Linked DNA regions of Mus musculus: all the other regions are linked to region 3. A link is a contact called in public HiChIP or PLAC-seq and promoter capture Hi-C data. All regions are on one chromosome and are shown on one strand. Each heading gives the region's core, a stretch centred on a gene start, on an enhancer-like site or on the middle of the called end of the contact. The rest is flanking DNA. Distances are from core to core; before and after follow the strand shown.

Region 1 (2,700 bases), core at 54-2,553, 240 kb after region 3:
AAGTTCGACTTGCATCTTATAATTCTCGCTGTCTCAGTAGGCTGACACACATACTGTTTAAGCCTGGTGACCCGAGACCAATCCCCAGAACCCACGCAAGGACGAGGAGAGAACCGAGTCCACAGAGCTCAACTCTGACCTCCGCACCCCGGCATCCACATACACGCTCTAATGAGGTTAAAAATGAAAGAAGAAAGAACGATTTGAGAAGTAACAAGTGGTCACAGTCAAAGGTGACCAAAGGTTAATTGAGTCGGGAGTCCTGGTGCCCCACAGCCCGTTGAGCACTGCGGTACCTTGAACTTGGCCGTGATCTGGTTGATGAGTGGGATGAACTCCTGGAGGTCTTTCGCCTCACAGTCCTTGAGCATGTGCTCCGAGGCCGACGGGATGAACGGGAGCACCTCCTCCTCGAGGCAGATGATCATCCGATGGAGGAAGGTCCGCACACCACTTCGGAGGACGTCCTTTTGCAAGGGGCAGCTGAGGGCTGGCAGGAAGGTCTGTAAGCAGTCCAGGTAGACCTGGGAGCAGCCGCACTGTTTCACAGTCTGCTTGTTGCTGAAGGCCTTGCTGGTTCGACTGCGTGACCAAAAACCAGGCAACCCAGTTTAGTGTTAGTCTTAAAAAAAAAAAAAAAAGCCCTTAGGAGGCAAAGGCAGGCAGATTTCTGAGTTCGAGGCCAGCCTGGTCTACAAAGTGAGTTCCAGGAAAGCCAGGGCTATACAGAGAAACCCTGTCTTGAAAAACAAACAAACAAACAAACAAAAAAGGCCTAACAGCAGGAAACCAATGGCTTCCTACATGAGACTCAAGTCCATCCTTAGTTAACAGTTATGTGAAAATGACGGCTTCCAGATTGTCATTACAGAACAAAACGTCAAGTTAAGTTAAGCAAACAGGATGCAGTTAAACATAAGCTGAGTCTATTCTTTTCATATGCTTTTTAAAAATCCTGACATCAAGTCTGCAAGAAAAAAAAATGTACTTAGTGTGACTAAGCCATTAGGCAATCTGTGTGTGCTACTCATGAAAGTTAAAAACAACCTAATGACACTCACAGCCAAGTAAGTTCCTCCTATCTCCCGAGGCCTGGCTCTCCTGCTGCACTTTACAGTGTACAACAACCTCCCAGGATAACTCAGCAATCACTTCAATCTCCATGCTGCTAATAAAAAAATGTAGGGAGAGTAGTAAAGGTGGGCTTGGGCCTTTGAGACACGCTAACACTACGGAGCGAGCGTCAGGACACCTCCTGAAGGCCAATGTTAAAGCCCAATGTCACAGTGGCTGCTGGGACACAAGACGCTTTGGCTCGCCTCCTGAGACACAAGACCGACTCACACTAAGGACTCGGCCCCAGAGTACAGAGGATCTGGAGAGCCTGCATGACGAACTCGCAGCTAGCAAGGCTCTGTGCTCTCTGCCGCTGCACTTCTGACTTACTGGAGAGACACAGGGCTATACAACCCTCTGAGTAACTGACTTGGCTTTGCAAACAGTTGAGTGTGTCCATGTCAGAAAGACCCGCACTAGAGGTCCTGCCTACACGGATGCACATCTTTTGCTGTGCAGACACACAGCCGTACAATCTCAGCTGCACCTGGGCTCACCTGGCGAATCCCACTGCGTGGTTGAGACTGTCTGCAAGAGATGCTTGTCTCTCTTCATCCTGCGCCATCATCAGCTTTTCCAACAGAACCTTGAACCTCTCCATCAGTGGTGTCAGGAGGTCCTTCATTAAGGCCTGCTTATTTTCTGCGGGGTATTCACTGTTAACAATCAGCGCCCCGGCCGTTTCGTAAATGAAGAGCTGATCGTCGCTACTCAGCAAGGACTGGTATCCGTTCTCCTACAAGGAAGTTTGGTCATAACTGAAAATTAGGTTTTAGTGCCTCTCCTTTAATTTAATCAAGCATGAGAGACAGGAAATACACTCTACCACATTGGCTCTTACATCAAGTACTCATACAAGAACGGAATTTCTGCCACAATCCCAGACTGAAAATGGAAGCAGAGGTTAAAGTCTCCTAGTTCTAACTCTTGTGCTGGGCAAAGGGTATTACTTCCTGGTACCCTGTGTCCTCATGCCCGAGGCGCTAAGATAAGCCCTAGCCTTGTACTTGAGCGAGCAAGCAGATCAATGAACTAAACTTTAGTCCTGACCAACTCTGCAGAGGTTCCTAAGATAACTGTTACTGCCCGATACAATATGGCTGTTTGGATGCCTCAAGGGTCAGCAAACTGCTGAGAAAAGCTGGCATGAACTGGGCAACGAGAGTGAAGAATTCCATTAAATGAATGCTGCTATCTTGCTTGCAACACAACAGTGTAGGTGGTGACTCAGCACAAAGAACCCTGGCTGCTGTTGCAGGGGATGGGCTGCCACTCCCAGCAACTGCGAGGCAAGCAGCACAGCACCATCACCATCTGTAACCGCAGGCCTGGGGACGCCAGCGCCCTCTCCCAGCCCACAGAGGTACTGTACACACGTGATGCACAGCTACACATGCAGGCAGACAAAACACACATGCATATATGACTAAAAATCAAAAACACACGTAAATCAAAATGTACTTACTTATAAGCCATCTCAACGTAAATAAATCCTTTCAGATACTGGAAGGATTAACATCTAAACACTAAGTCTGAAGACCCGCATTTAACAGTACAGAGGAATCAGGACACCCTCCGCACTGC
Region 2 (2,700 bases), core at 135-2,634, 130 kb after region 3:
AATTTAAAAATTGAACATTGACTTTCTCTTTTTCCTAAATTATTCTATTTATCATTACTGCGGGTTTAATGTTCTTTTCCACCATGTCACCTTGTACCTGTGTCAGTCAGAGGATGGAGGTCATGTCTCTCTTTCCATCATTAATTGGGTTCCAAGGATCATACTCCAGACATCGGGGTGCTACGGCAAACGCCTTTATCTGCTGAGCGATCACACAAGCCTTGGCTTGGATTGAGCCAGCTTTGTGTGTGGTACTCACTGGCCTCCAGCTACATAGTCGGAATGACTTTGAACTTCTCGTCTGACCTTCACCTCCTAAATGTCAGGATTATAGGTGAGTGTCACCACACCTGAGACCTTCACCTCCTAAATGCTGGGATTATAGGTGAGTGTCACCACACCTGAGACCTTCACCTCCTAAATGCTGGGATTATAGGTGAGTGTCACCACACCTGGTTTAGGTAGTTCTGGGGATTCACCCTAGGGTTTCACGTGCACTAGGCATGTACTACTCTAAAACCTAGCATATACATTGTTGTCCTGTCCTGTCCTGACTGTCTGTCTGTCTGTCTGTCCATCTGTCTGTCTATCTTGTGACCAGAGTGGGTGGGGGGTTTCTGGAGCAAACACTTCTGGGAGCATAAAAAGTGGGAGGCAAGGCCAAGAAAATGAGAAAATGAGAGCTATAAGGGACCCAGGAGAAATTTAACCTCGTAATTTTGCCTGACTCTGGTTCCATAAATGGAAGCTTTCTCTCTAAGCCCTCTGGGGGAAAGCAGAGATCAAAATCATGGAAAGTTCAAGGTTTGTTAGAAGCCGGGGAAAGAACTGTTACAGGAAGTGGGGTTTCTCTATGTAGAGCTACACTGTGGTAGCCAAACTGGCACCCAAGCCTGCTCTGCCCGGCGGCTTCTCACTGAGTTCTGCTGGGATTCATAATCAGAGGAAGGAAGTGCCCAAGAGATCTGAGGCGCTCATTGTTGTTGCACAGATGGTTTGTGTTACCACACAGCCGGCAGAGCTCAAGGCCAGAATCCGCTGTGAGCTACCTGGACATAGGGTTTTAGTTGGTGACACTCTTTCTGGAAAGGAACTATGCAGTCACATTGAAGCCACACAAGTGCCTGGAGCACCGGCTGGCAAACATTAAAATAGGAATCGATAGGAAGCTGATAGCCCAGAAAACCCCACCGTGTGTGCCACATAAAATAAGGTTTCCAGCGGGTATTGAAAAGAAACAGGAAGTAGACCAGCTTAGGGACAGAAAGTCAAGGGACTCTATTGCCAGGATCCGGGATTTGCTGGAGGGCAGGGTAGGTAAGAGACCGTGCTGTGGGTCTGGTGACCAGCAAAAGTCACAATGACGGTGTACTGGTGTTATGTAAAGCATAGATCCGGTTCTACCGGACTCAGAACACTTGAGCAAAGGCTGCGTCAAGAGTCCAGAAAGGGCACAAACAAAGCGGCTGTATTCACTGTGCCAGCAGGTGGACCAGGCATCCCTCCTTGGGAACAAAGGTTCAGTATTTTAAAGCTGTATAACAGCTTCCTTGGATTCTTCCTGTCTGTCGCCTTGAGTAGAAGCAGGTGGGGGCTGGGTGAGGGCATCTCTCCAGAGTGGACACCAGCTTGTTTTGTAAGGATTGCTCAAGAGCTTCTACAGGAAAGGGTGGGGTTCAGTGGAGTTCAGTCTCCAGAATCAAACCAACCCAAACCACACACACCCCCTCCCCCATCCCCTCCCCCATCCCCGCCCCCATCCCCTCCCCCATCCCCGCCCCCTCCCCTCCCCCATCCCCGCCCCATCCCCTCCCCCATCCCCGCCCCCATCCTCCACCCCCATCCTTGCAAGCCTCAAATCTCTGCACACTTGCAGTCTTTCCATATGAAGAGCAAAAAACTAAGTGTGCCAGTGAACTGACCAGAGCCATAGGGAATGACAGCAGAGATGAGTCAGAACGGTGGGTTCTAAAGACTAAGTCTTTTATATATCCTGAAGCCCTCAGAAGCCAGGAGCCAGTGTCACTGAACACCTGATTCCTCCATAGAGAAGTGTGCAGGTGGCAGACTCCTCAGACAGCTTGGAGGTGTCGTGGGGGAAACCATTTCAGATGTTTTGTTTTGAGACAAGGACTAAATCTGTAGCCCAGGTTGGCCTCTTTAATTTTAATTGTGTTTAGTGTGTGTATGTGTTTGGTGATTATCAGGGCACCCTCTCTGGATTCAATTCTCTCCTTCTACCTCATTTTTAAAGTATCTCTCCCTCTCCCTCCTCCCTCTCCCTCCTCCCTCTCCCTCCTCCCTCTCCCTCTCCCTCTCCCTCTCCCTCTCCCTCTCCCTCTCCCTCTCCCTCCTCCCTCCTCCCTCCTCCTTCATTCAGGCTATACTTTCTTTTTTCTTTTCTTTTTTTTGGTTTTTTGAGACAGGGTTTCTCTGTATAGCCCTGGCTGTCCTGGAACTCACTTTGTAGACCAGGCTGGCCTTGAACTCAGAAATCCGCCTGCCTCTGCCTCCCGAGTGCTGGGATTAAAGGCATGCGCCACCACGCCCGGCCCAGCGTAATTTTTTAAAAATAAACAAACAAACAAAAAAATTTTTAAAAAAGATACAAGTTGCAAATAAGCAGGAACTCACCAGCTCACCTGTCCTTTCCTGTCTAATTCTCACAAGCAAAGCTGATAAACCCCATGTTTCCTACTA
Region 3 (2,700 bases), core at 171-2,670:
TCTCATAGGTCACAGAGATCCTATACATTTTTATTGTATATTATATTAATTGTACAATACTGTATGTTATTATAAACTATCTGCTTTATTTTTAGATGTAAAATAAAAAAAAGAAAAATACTTTTCGAAGGTTCTGTGTCCAGTTGTCTGACAGATGTCTCAGTGGTTAAGAGCACATGGTACTCTTGCAGAGGACCCATGTCAACTCCCAGGAACCCTCGTGGTGCCTCACAACCATTTGTAACTCCAGTCCCAAGGGTCAGACGCTCTCGTTGACTTCCCCAGGAACTAGGCAAGCATAGTACACATACATGCATGCAGACAGACACTCATGCACATAAATCTTTTAAAAAGAAATCGCAAAGGTGTGAGTCCAACACACAATCAACTGGCAAATGGCTGTACCTTCTTTTGTTCTGCATAGAACAGTGCTCACTTGGTATATCGTGCATTGACCTCGCAGGAATCCCTAACAGCAACTTAACTTTTTAGCTAACTTAAAATATTTTTTGAGGTTTCATTCAACAAAGGATGTGTTGCTACTGGTCGTGCACTTCTTTTCTTTTTTAAGATTTATTTATTTATTTATTTATTTATTTATTATAAGTACACTGTAGCTGTCCTCAGACACAGCAGAAGAGGGCATCGGATGTCATTACAGATGGTTGTGAGCCACCATGTGGTTGCTGGGATTTGAACTCAGGACCTCTGGAAGAGCAGCAGTTAGTACTCGTAACCACTGAGCCATGCACTTCTAAGTTTCCAAGAAGGCTTGCAAAAACTCACCAAGTAGGACTGGCCAAGATGCCAAGGCACCTGCCGCCAAGCCTGAGGGCCTGAGTTAGATCCCCTGCACTCACTCCACAGAAAGAAAGCACTGACGCCCGCAAGATGCCCTCCGACCTCCACACACGTGCCGCGGAAGGTGCGTGAGCACGCAAAACCCACAAAAATAAATGTAAATTAAAGTGTGATTAAAACTTGAAACGTTGACCAGAGCTCCTAGCGTCGTAAAGACGTTCCTAAATTGTTTGAAAGTACATGCCAGCCGAGGAAAGTGGAATAACAACAGCTGAGCCAAATGAGAACTTCACCTCGACAGGTGAAAAGTCAAAGGACACAGGCAGAGCTGTCCATTAACCCCAGGACTGGCCGGGACTTTAACCAGCAGCTGATCTTGTGTTCACAGCACGTGCGCTGCTTCACTCTGGAGGGAAGATGAGCGGACTGACTCCTGTCTTCATCTCCGGTGCTCTGTCCTTCCTCCTGCAGCATCAGGAGCAGGCCTAACCAGTGGCGAGGCCAGGCTCCGCGCGGTCCTAGCTCTGTCCAGCCCTGCCCAGCGCCCGGGCTCTCCGCCGCTCCCCAGGCCCCGCCCACGGCCGCCCGTCACGTGACGACGCGCCCCGCCCCCTGCCCCGCCTCACGTGATCTCGCCTAGGGAGAGAAAGCCTGACCCCGTCTCCTGCGCTCACCGGCGTCTCTCCGCAGCTCTCGGTTCCCCCGCGGAGCTTGGCCGCCATGCGGCTCCCTTCGGCAGCCGGGCCCCGGCCGGGCCGTCCCCGCCGCCTGCCGGCGCTGCTGCTGCTGCCGCTGCTGGGAGGCTGCCTGGGGCTCGTGGGGGCGGCTCGCAGGCCCAACGTGCTGCTGCTGCTCACCGACGACCAGGACGCGGAGCTCGGCGGCATGGTAACTCGTGTCCACGCCCTCCCCTTGCCCCTTTGCTGGGCCGCTTGGCCGTGGGTGGCTGTGCGCGGTCACTCCGGGCCCTCCGGGAGCTTGGACGAGTCATGGGACCCGGCTTCCTCCCCCGAGCTCACCCACAGGCTCGCACCGTGCGCACGGTGCCTCCAGCCTGGACCTTACTGCTGCAGTGGACACTCGCCGCTCAGGGCAAACCTGTGGAGGCCAGTGATTGATTAGGGAGATCCGAGGCCACGTCAGCCCTCTTCACGGAGGACCTGGGACGTCGGCATCCGTGCTTCTGTGGTGGCTATAAAAGTGGGTTTGTAGGCTGTCGAGCTGTTATTGACAGAGAGTGTTTTTGCTTAAGAAGCATCAAAACCAAAATCAATTGGCCTAATCGAACAGTTGGCTGAGGCATTACTGTCAGGGCTCCAATTTAGGTCTAATGGGTGTTAGTCATGAAGACTGCATTTCCTTCCCAGTCACTTCTGCTCTTTCGAGGTTCCGGAATTTGACCTTTGGGAACATGAACGCCAATCTCCATCCATTGGTGCTCTAGGGATTTGCCCAAAGCACTGAGCGGGAGGAGGCAGATTAGGACCAACCCTCCAATGGTATTCCGTCCTGGGTCAGCATTGCTCTCACTAAAAAGGAAAAAGAAACAAGTCGAGACTCTCTCCCTCTTTCGGTTCTCCTTCTGCTTTCAGCTGATTGCGGTAGCTGTGAAACCTCTAAGCAGGAGGGTCCTACTTTTTCCTGTGTGGTCATTAACCCTGGCTCAATGTCCTTCAAGTTGCTGGTCCCAGCTGATCAGTGAGTTGTGAAATGAGTCTAGTGAGCCAACATTTTGGTTTTCCACGTGTCACATGTGATAATGGTTAGCAGAGCCTGTGTATTTCTGGGCTGGGCAGTAACACTTTGCCTTCCGCGAACTGTCTTTTTCTAGATGGTGTTCTGTTACCAATCCCCTTGGCCCTTCTCTATATCTACATAGATCCCATTCATCGCCTTGTT
Region 4 (2,700 bases), core at 109-2,608, 200 kb after region 3:
ACTGCATTGTGCAGTTGTAAGAGATAATGCTGGCAGGTGCCTGGCCCCTCCACCCCGTTTCCCTCAGGGATAGCACCTTGCCATATAGTAAACTGTCACCACTAAATATATTTACTTTGATACAATCCTCAAACCCTTTCCCTGGATTTACCTGTAGATGACCCTTAGTCATACTCAGCCTTATGACATGAGAGGTAAGGAAATCCCATGGTATGCTTTCATTTATGCAAAACAAATGGTGAATATTTCTTTAATATCCCTAAGGTGTCTTATGCTAACTATACAAATAAGACTAAACTAGATTTAGAACTCCACTGTATTTACGACTTAGGCCATCCCTTCAATAAAACAGGTCATTTTTATCAATACACGGCACTGAAATAAGTCATAGAGTCAGCTCCCTCAAACTTGCAGTTTCAGTACAAAGTAACTTATGCATTTAAGAAAATTAATCCTTTTTATTTCCAATAAGGATCAGGGCTTTACTGAGTACTTGAACTTAGTTTTACTAATGAGACATGCTATTTGTGAAGCTAAGGCATTCTTATCTATTTGTTTTCCTGGTTTAGGAGATGTTTATTACATTACGCAAGCATAGATTACTACACTACACAATCACGGTCAGGACAGGAACGCAGAGCCACTTACGTGTTATAGCTGTGAATGTAAATCTTATGCGCCGTCATGTGTTGTAGCGAGAAGACATGGATCACCATTCGGTGAAGCACATCACTGGTCTCTGCAAAGAACTGGTCAAAACCCCAGCACTTCTCCTGATCAGCTTCAAGTATGTTTGCAAGAACTGGGGTAAGCAGTGCCTGAAGACCCCTAAAATAGTATTTAAAAAATTACTGAAGAGAGAATATCATTGTGTGACAAAGCCACATCTACAAAGAAAACACAAATCCAAGGAGTCGTGCGGTGGTGGGGACAGGAACGGCCCCCGCAGGCTCAGCGACCTGAAGACTTGGTCACCATGGACCGGCGTTATGAGAGGGTTTACCTTCTCTTTCTCTCCCTGTAACTGCAAGCCCCCAACACCTAAGGCTTTCTTTTATAAGAGTTGCCTTGGTCACGGTAGCTCTTCACAGCAATAAAACACTAAGACAATTTGCTATTATTTTTATAGCCTGCATATCCTTTATCTTTGAGCTTTAGATTCTTTCAAAGATTTTGGGGTATTTGTACCTATGAAATTATCAGGGGATTGGATCCAGGTCCAAATGCATAATTTGTTTCACATATTCGTAATACACATGGCTTGAAGGGTTTCAGTCTTTTCAGAGTCCACATCCTGGTTGCACGTGTGGAGATGTGTGGACTTTTCTATTTATGGTATCATGACTCTGCAGCATTTCCGATGCCGACTTCCCAGAAGGCTCGGCTCCTCCCTGTGGCTGGCTATCCAGCCTTGAGTGGCACACAGGACAGAGGACGGCTAACTCGCTCTTTTCTTTCTCCGGTCACTACATTCTGATCAGTAGTTTTCACTGTTCACTTGACTTAAAATTTTACTATTTAACACAAACAAAAATCACAGAAAGCACCATTGAAATCTAGTAATTTTGATGAAAGATTTCTATGCTAAAAGCAGTGGTAGAATATGTTTCTAGAACTCAGCCGTGTCTGCAGCTCACCGTGCAACCACTGCCTCAATAATACAGCAGTTAATTAGCACAGGCCCCTGCCCAAGCCTGTTACACGCTACCAGGTTCCCCAGGTCCCCAAGGGCAACACTTCTTAATTCAAATATAACACAACCAACAAAGCACTGTAGCCGCAAAGTCTGCTCTCCACATGACACACCTCTTGTGGCAAATCCACTTACACAACATGAGTTTACTTCAAAAAATATTTTCTAAAAAAGAAAAAAAGAAAACTTAGGGTCGTGTTGCAATTACTTTTTTCTTCCCTTGGGGGAGGGTAAGAGGGAGATCGAGACAGGGTCTCATTCTGTTCTTTAGGCTATCCTGAAACCCATTAGGTAGCCCAGGCTGGCCTTAAACCCATGGTGATCTTCCTGCCTCTGTCTCCCAAATAATGGTATTACAGGCATGAACTCCCACCTGGCTTTTTAGTTTGCTTTTGAGTCAGGGTCTTGATGGAGCTCTGGCTATCCTAGAACCGCGTCCCCACAGGCTAGCCTTGAACTTGTGCTGCTCCATCTGCTTCTGCTTCCTGAGTGCTGAGATTATAGGTGTGTTACCACCATGCCCTGCTACTTTTAATTTGCTATTAATCAATTCTTTGTGATTATCTGGCAATATAACTCTTAGAGTTCTGGTCTTGAACTCAGAGAGACCCTCCTACTTCTGCCTCCCATGGGATTAAAAATTCCAGCCACTGTGCCGGGCCTAGAAATGCTTATTTTGTATTCTTTGAATAAAACAAATGTTATTTTTTCTAAGTCCAATTTTTAAAAACTTACTCCTATTATACCACTATTTGTGGTCCATCAGTACAAACATCAGTATGAAGGTCGATTCCTCCACTGGGAAGAGCAATCTGAAGACAACATGCCCTGTGTCCTCAGCGTGTTTACGTCACACCAGTGCACACTATCCCATGGTTCGACTTAATCAAAACAAAGCTACACTAGAAAGTCAGCAGCGATGCCCACGCCTGTCACCCCAGCACATGGCGGACAGAGCCAGGAGAATTATCAGTCTGGGTTACATACTGAGTTCAAGGCTAGCCTGG
Region 5 (2,700 bases), core at 140-2,639, 220 kb after region 3:
ACCAAATCCTAAGATGTACCAACTGCAGACTTGACTTTTAACACAAGAAGGCCATGCAACCGAATAGATGGCACCAACACCAGACAGATCAGACTCCTTTAAGACTGTTGTGAGGTCAGATAGCAAGTCCATTTCCAGTAAGCTAGAACTCTGATCTTCCAAGTTAGGGTCCTGGGAAATGCCCAAGAGTCCAAGGTTCGACAATCTCTTACACAGTACTTATACTTAGAATTTTATCACCTATGTAATTTAGATAAGAAATTGTACAGCCATCTGTCTATTTGAAGTAAGCAAAAAAGGAACCCTTTTCGAAAACAACAAATGCACTTACCACTTAACTACGTACGCTCCATTCAAGGGGCGATAAACCCAAATATGTAACGGGAAACCTTCCCTAATTGATGCTGCACTGCTGTTAAATAACTGTAAAGGACAGATTCATCACCAAGTGCGCATATGTCTCTAGTGGGTAGCTGAAAACATATTTATCAGCTAAGATATATAAGATAAGCTCTCTCTCTATACCAATATAAAAAGATGGGTCCGCAATAGTAATGGTCTGAAACTTTTCCAGGAACCCCCTCGGGACTAAAACATGACTCAGCACACCCAACGGATGCTTGCTATGTAAATCTCCCCAAATCCTGACAAGTGTATTATCTGGCATTCAACAAGTAAGTTATCTGTGATTCTGTAGGCAGTCTACTTCCTTTGATTGCTTAAAGCGAAAGTTACCGAGGATAAAACAGGTCTGGTGACATGGTGTAGGGACAAAAGTTCCAGGATTTCCCAACTCTCCCTCTATGTCACCCATTTACTCCGTAGATAGCAGAGGTCCCGGAATGGGAAAGGTCGGGTTTTGACAGTTCTCGGGGGAGAATCCGTCTTGGGACGCCTGACAGAAAACACCAGGGGAATGGATCCGGGAAATAAATCCAGCAGGTCGGGGAGGAACGAGAAGACAGGGGGGTTTGCATTTCGCTGTGTACATTAAAAACGTCTGGTGCCGGTATCCTCGGGTGAGTCAACCCTCGGGAACGCCAGTCCGTCTAAAAACTGCCGGCGGCGGCAGCTGGACCAAGGGTGGGAGCGGCGAGTCAACTCCGGCCAGGGCAGCCCCGGTGCCCGGGCGGCCGCCAGGGCCCATCCCGGGCGAGCGCGAGGCTGCGGGGCTCCCGGGGCCGCGGCCCCGCGCTGACTCAGCACGCCGCCTCCCCGACCCCTGGGCGCGCCCCCGCCCGGCCCCTCCGGCCCCGTCCGCCCCCACCGGCCTCCGCCCGCCCCTCTTACCCCGCGAGTGTCCGCCGCGTACAGCCCGCGGCTCCCGGGCCTTCTCGCGCCCCAGGCTACTTCCGGCTTCGCCAGCCCGGGCCACGGAGCACGTGACCGAGTGCGGGGCGCGCCTGCGCGTGCGTACTCCGCGGCGGCCGAGCTCGCTGGGCTGCAGTCTCCAGTGCGGGCGGGAGGAGCTAAGGGAGTGCGGGGCGGCCGGCGTGCGGCAAGGAGGTGACGCCCACGGCCACCCGTGGACAGCGGGCTGGCCGCCGATCGCTTTCGCAGAGTAGATGGGGCGGGTTTGTGTTTCAACGTCGCTTGGCTGCTGCGTGAAGCAAGTATCCGTTCATGCCATCAGTACTCTTTAAGTCGCTTTCAGTTTCTGTTTTTGAAAATGGTAACACTGGAGACTTGAACTTGACAACTTAAGAGGTAAACTGCTGTATGATCAGGTCCTGCTCAAGCAGGCATTCCTTACAAGGATTTGCTTCCAAGGAAGCACGATGCACCAAATTCCTCTTTCTACCTAAGGCACCCTCCAGACCGAGGGCGAGCAGATCTCCGAGGACGGGAGCCGGGAGTGGTTAAGGGCTGGCAGAGGCGTTGACTGAAACAGGGGGCTGAAGCTGAATCTCTGCCCACTTCTAATCCGTTTTCATCAAACTCAAAATGGAGATTTTAAAAGGCCCACTCCAATGACTTCTTAGAAAGTTATTTTATTAGAATTTTAGACAGTTTAGGCAACAAGACCATTCTAACCGCAAATGCACGTCTTACAATAGAATATTTCAGTTCTGTTAATGACATGACAGATTCATCCAAGTTTCTTCCAACAAAAAACCCAACGTTCAAAAGTTATGAAGTATGACTAAGCCAAAGGACTTCACATGTTTACCACAGAAGTGATACACAGTAAAATACCACATAATACTTCTAAAAAAGTCAAGCCACTTGTGAAACTATTAGCAAGCACAGAGACGGAAACTCCACTGGTTAGGCACAGGACTAACTCAGGCACCATAAAACCCTCTGTCTTCTCACCTGTAACAAATGAGATTCCCTAGAGAGAATTATTTGGGTGCTTGCTTTTAAAAATCAGGTACTCAATGACGGAAAGGCTTCTTGGTCATGACGGTACTTGGGTAATCTCAAGGAATGAAGATGAGGATCATTAGACATGATTACATTAAAATTAAGTTCCTTATGTATATGCTCTGATTTCCATGTCCTGATTTCTCAGGTCTAAACACATGAACCCTCTGTAGGGCTTTAGAGAGCCGTGTATGGACTCGATAGTACAGTAATACAAGCTAATACTGAGACCTGTGTTTTAATTCATTGGATTCTTTACAAGTTATGAGGTAGCTACCACTGTTCCCCATTTCTGACGGGGAAACCAAGGCAGGAAGAAGTTATTTAACTTGC

Evidence for each region. HiChIP or PLAC-seq counts read pairs in DNA pulled down with a chosen protein or histone mark. Capture Hi-C pulls out chosen DNA fragments and counts their contacts.
Region 1: an H3K4me3 HiChIP or PLAC-seq map of bone marrow-derived macrophages shows a contact between it and region 3, with 2.7 times the contacts expected there. The contact joins the enhancer-like site here to the promoter of Gns in region 3. A contact is called at or near these places in 1 of 39 promoter capture datasets (pre-B cells), 1 of 484 Hi-C or Micro-C datasets (bone marrow-derived macrophages), 4 of 115 datasets of contacts at active chromatin or transcription factors (bone marrow-derived macrophages, microglia, neural progenitor cells and 1 more) and 3 of 9 other capture datasets (adipose tissue, liver and pancreatic islet).
Region 2: an H3K4me3 HiChIP or PLAC-seq map of bone marrow-derived macrophages shows a contact between it and region 3, with 4 times the contacts expected there. The contact joins the enhancer-like site here to the promoter of Gns in region 3. A contact is called at or near these places in 10 of 39 promoter capture datasets (the C10 cell line, the HPC-7 cell line, HPC-7-derived erythroid cells and 5 more), 16 of 484 Hi-C or Micro-C datasets (B cells, CD8 T cells, the N1E-115 cell line and 10 more), 26 of 115 datasets of contacts at active chromatin or transcription factors (the 230-238 cell line, the HPC-7 cell line, astrocytes and 16 more) and 3 of 9 other capture datasets (adipose tissue, liver and pancreatic islet).
Region 4: an H3K4me3 HiChIP or PLAC-seq map of bone marrow-derived macrophages shows a contact between it and region 3, with 2.7 times the contacts expected there. The contact joins the enhancer-like site here to the promoter of Gns in region 3. A contact is called at or near these places in 7 of 39 promoter capture datasets (the C10 cell line, HPC-7-derived erythroid cells, embryonic stem cells and 2 more), 1 of 484 Hi-C or Micro-C datasets (bone marrow-derived macrophages), 5 of 115 datasets of contacts at active chromatin or transcription factors (bone marrow-derived macrophages, embryonic midbrain, extraembryonic endoderm stem cells and 2 more) and 3 of 9 other capture datasets (adipose tissue, liver and pancreatic islet).
Region 5: a promoter capture Hi-C map of adipose tissue shows a contact between it and region 3, with 4 times the contacts expected there. The contact joins the promoter of Tbk1 here to the promoter of Gns in region 3. A contact is called at or near these places in 4 of 39 promoter capture datasets (the C10 cell line, liver and pre-B cells), 5 of 484 Hi-C or Micro-C datasets (CD8 T cells, bone marrow-derived macrophages, muscle stem cells and 2 more), 12 of 115 datasets of contacts at active chromatin or transcription factors (the 230-238 cell line, bone marrow-derived dendritic cells, bone marrow-derived macrophages and 9 more) and 4 of 9 other capture datasets (adipose tissue, liver, macrophages and 1 more).

What each region holds. Positions count from the first base shown.
Region 1 is chr10:121,602,733-121,605,432 of GRCm38.p6, forward strand. It overlaps Xpot (exportin, tRNA (nuclear export receptor for tRNAs)), which reads right to left. Exons shown (of 25, transcript NM_001081056.2): 17 at 1,614-1,852; 18 at 297-582. Among named protein-coding and RNA genes, the nearest start is that of Gm35816, 4.5 kb to the left of the region's middle. Within about 2 kb of position 1,304, at least 18 of the 459 cell types and tissues checked have an H3K27ac peak or open chromatin away from gene starts, as enhancers often do. A contact at or near this core is called in bone marrow-derived macrophages, where this site is marked.
Region 2 is chr10:121,497,222-121,499,921 of GRCm38.p6, forward strand. No RefSeq gene overlaps it. Among named protein-coding and RNA genes, the nearest start is that of Gm46204, 6.5 kb to the right of the region's middle. Within about 2 kb of position 1,385, at least 112 of the 459 cell types and tissues checked have an H3K27ac peak or open chromatin away from gene starts, as enhancers often do. A contact at or near this core is called in B cells, the HPC-7 cell line, adipose tissue and 11 more, where this site is marked.
Region 3 is chr10:121,363,670-121,366,369 of GRCm38.p6, forward strand. It overlaps Gns (glucosamine (N-acetyl)-6-sulfatase), which reads left to right and starts at 1,421. Exons shown (of 14, transcript NM_029364.4): 1 at 1,421-1,689. The coding sequence starts at 1,522.
Region 4 is chr10:121,563,278-121,565,977 of GRCm38.p6, forward strand. It overlaps Tbk1 (TANK-binding kinase 1), which reads right to left. Exons shown (of 21, transcript NM_019786.4): 8 at 649-828. Among named protein-coding and RNA genes, the nearest start is that of Tbk1, 22 kb to the right of the region's middle. Within about 2 kb of position 1,359, at least 5 of the 459 cell types and tissues checked have an H3K27ac peak or open chromatin away from gene starts, as enhancers often do. A contact at or near this core is called in bone marrow-derived macrophages, where this site is marked.
Region 5 is chr10:121,585,405-121,588,104 of GRCm38.p6, forward strand. Tbk1 (TANK-binding kinase 1) reads right to left here and starts at 1,390. Exons shown (of 21, transcript NM_019786.4): 1 at 1,291-1,390. Xpot (exportin, tRNA (nuclear export receptor for tRNAs)) reads right to left here. Exons shown (of 25, transcript NM_001081056.2): 25 at 1,976-2,700.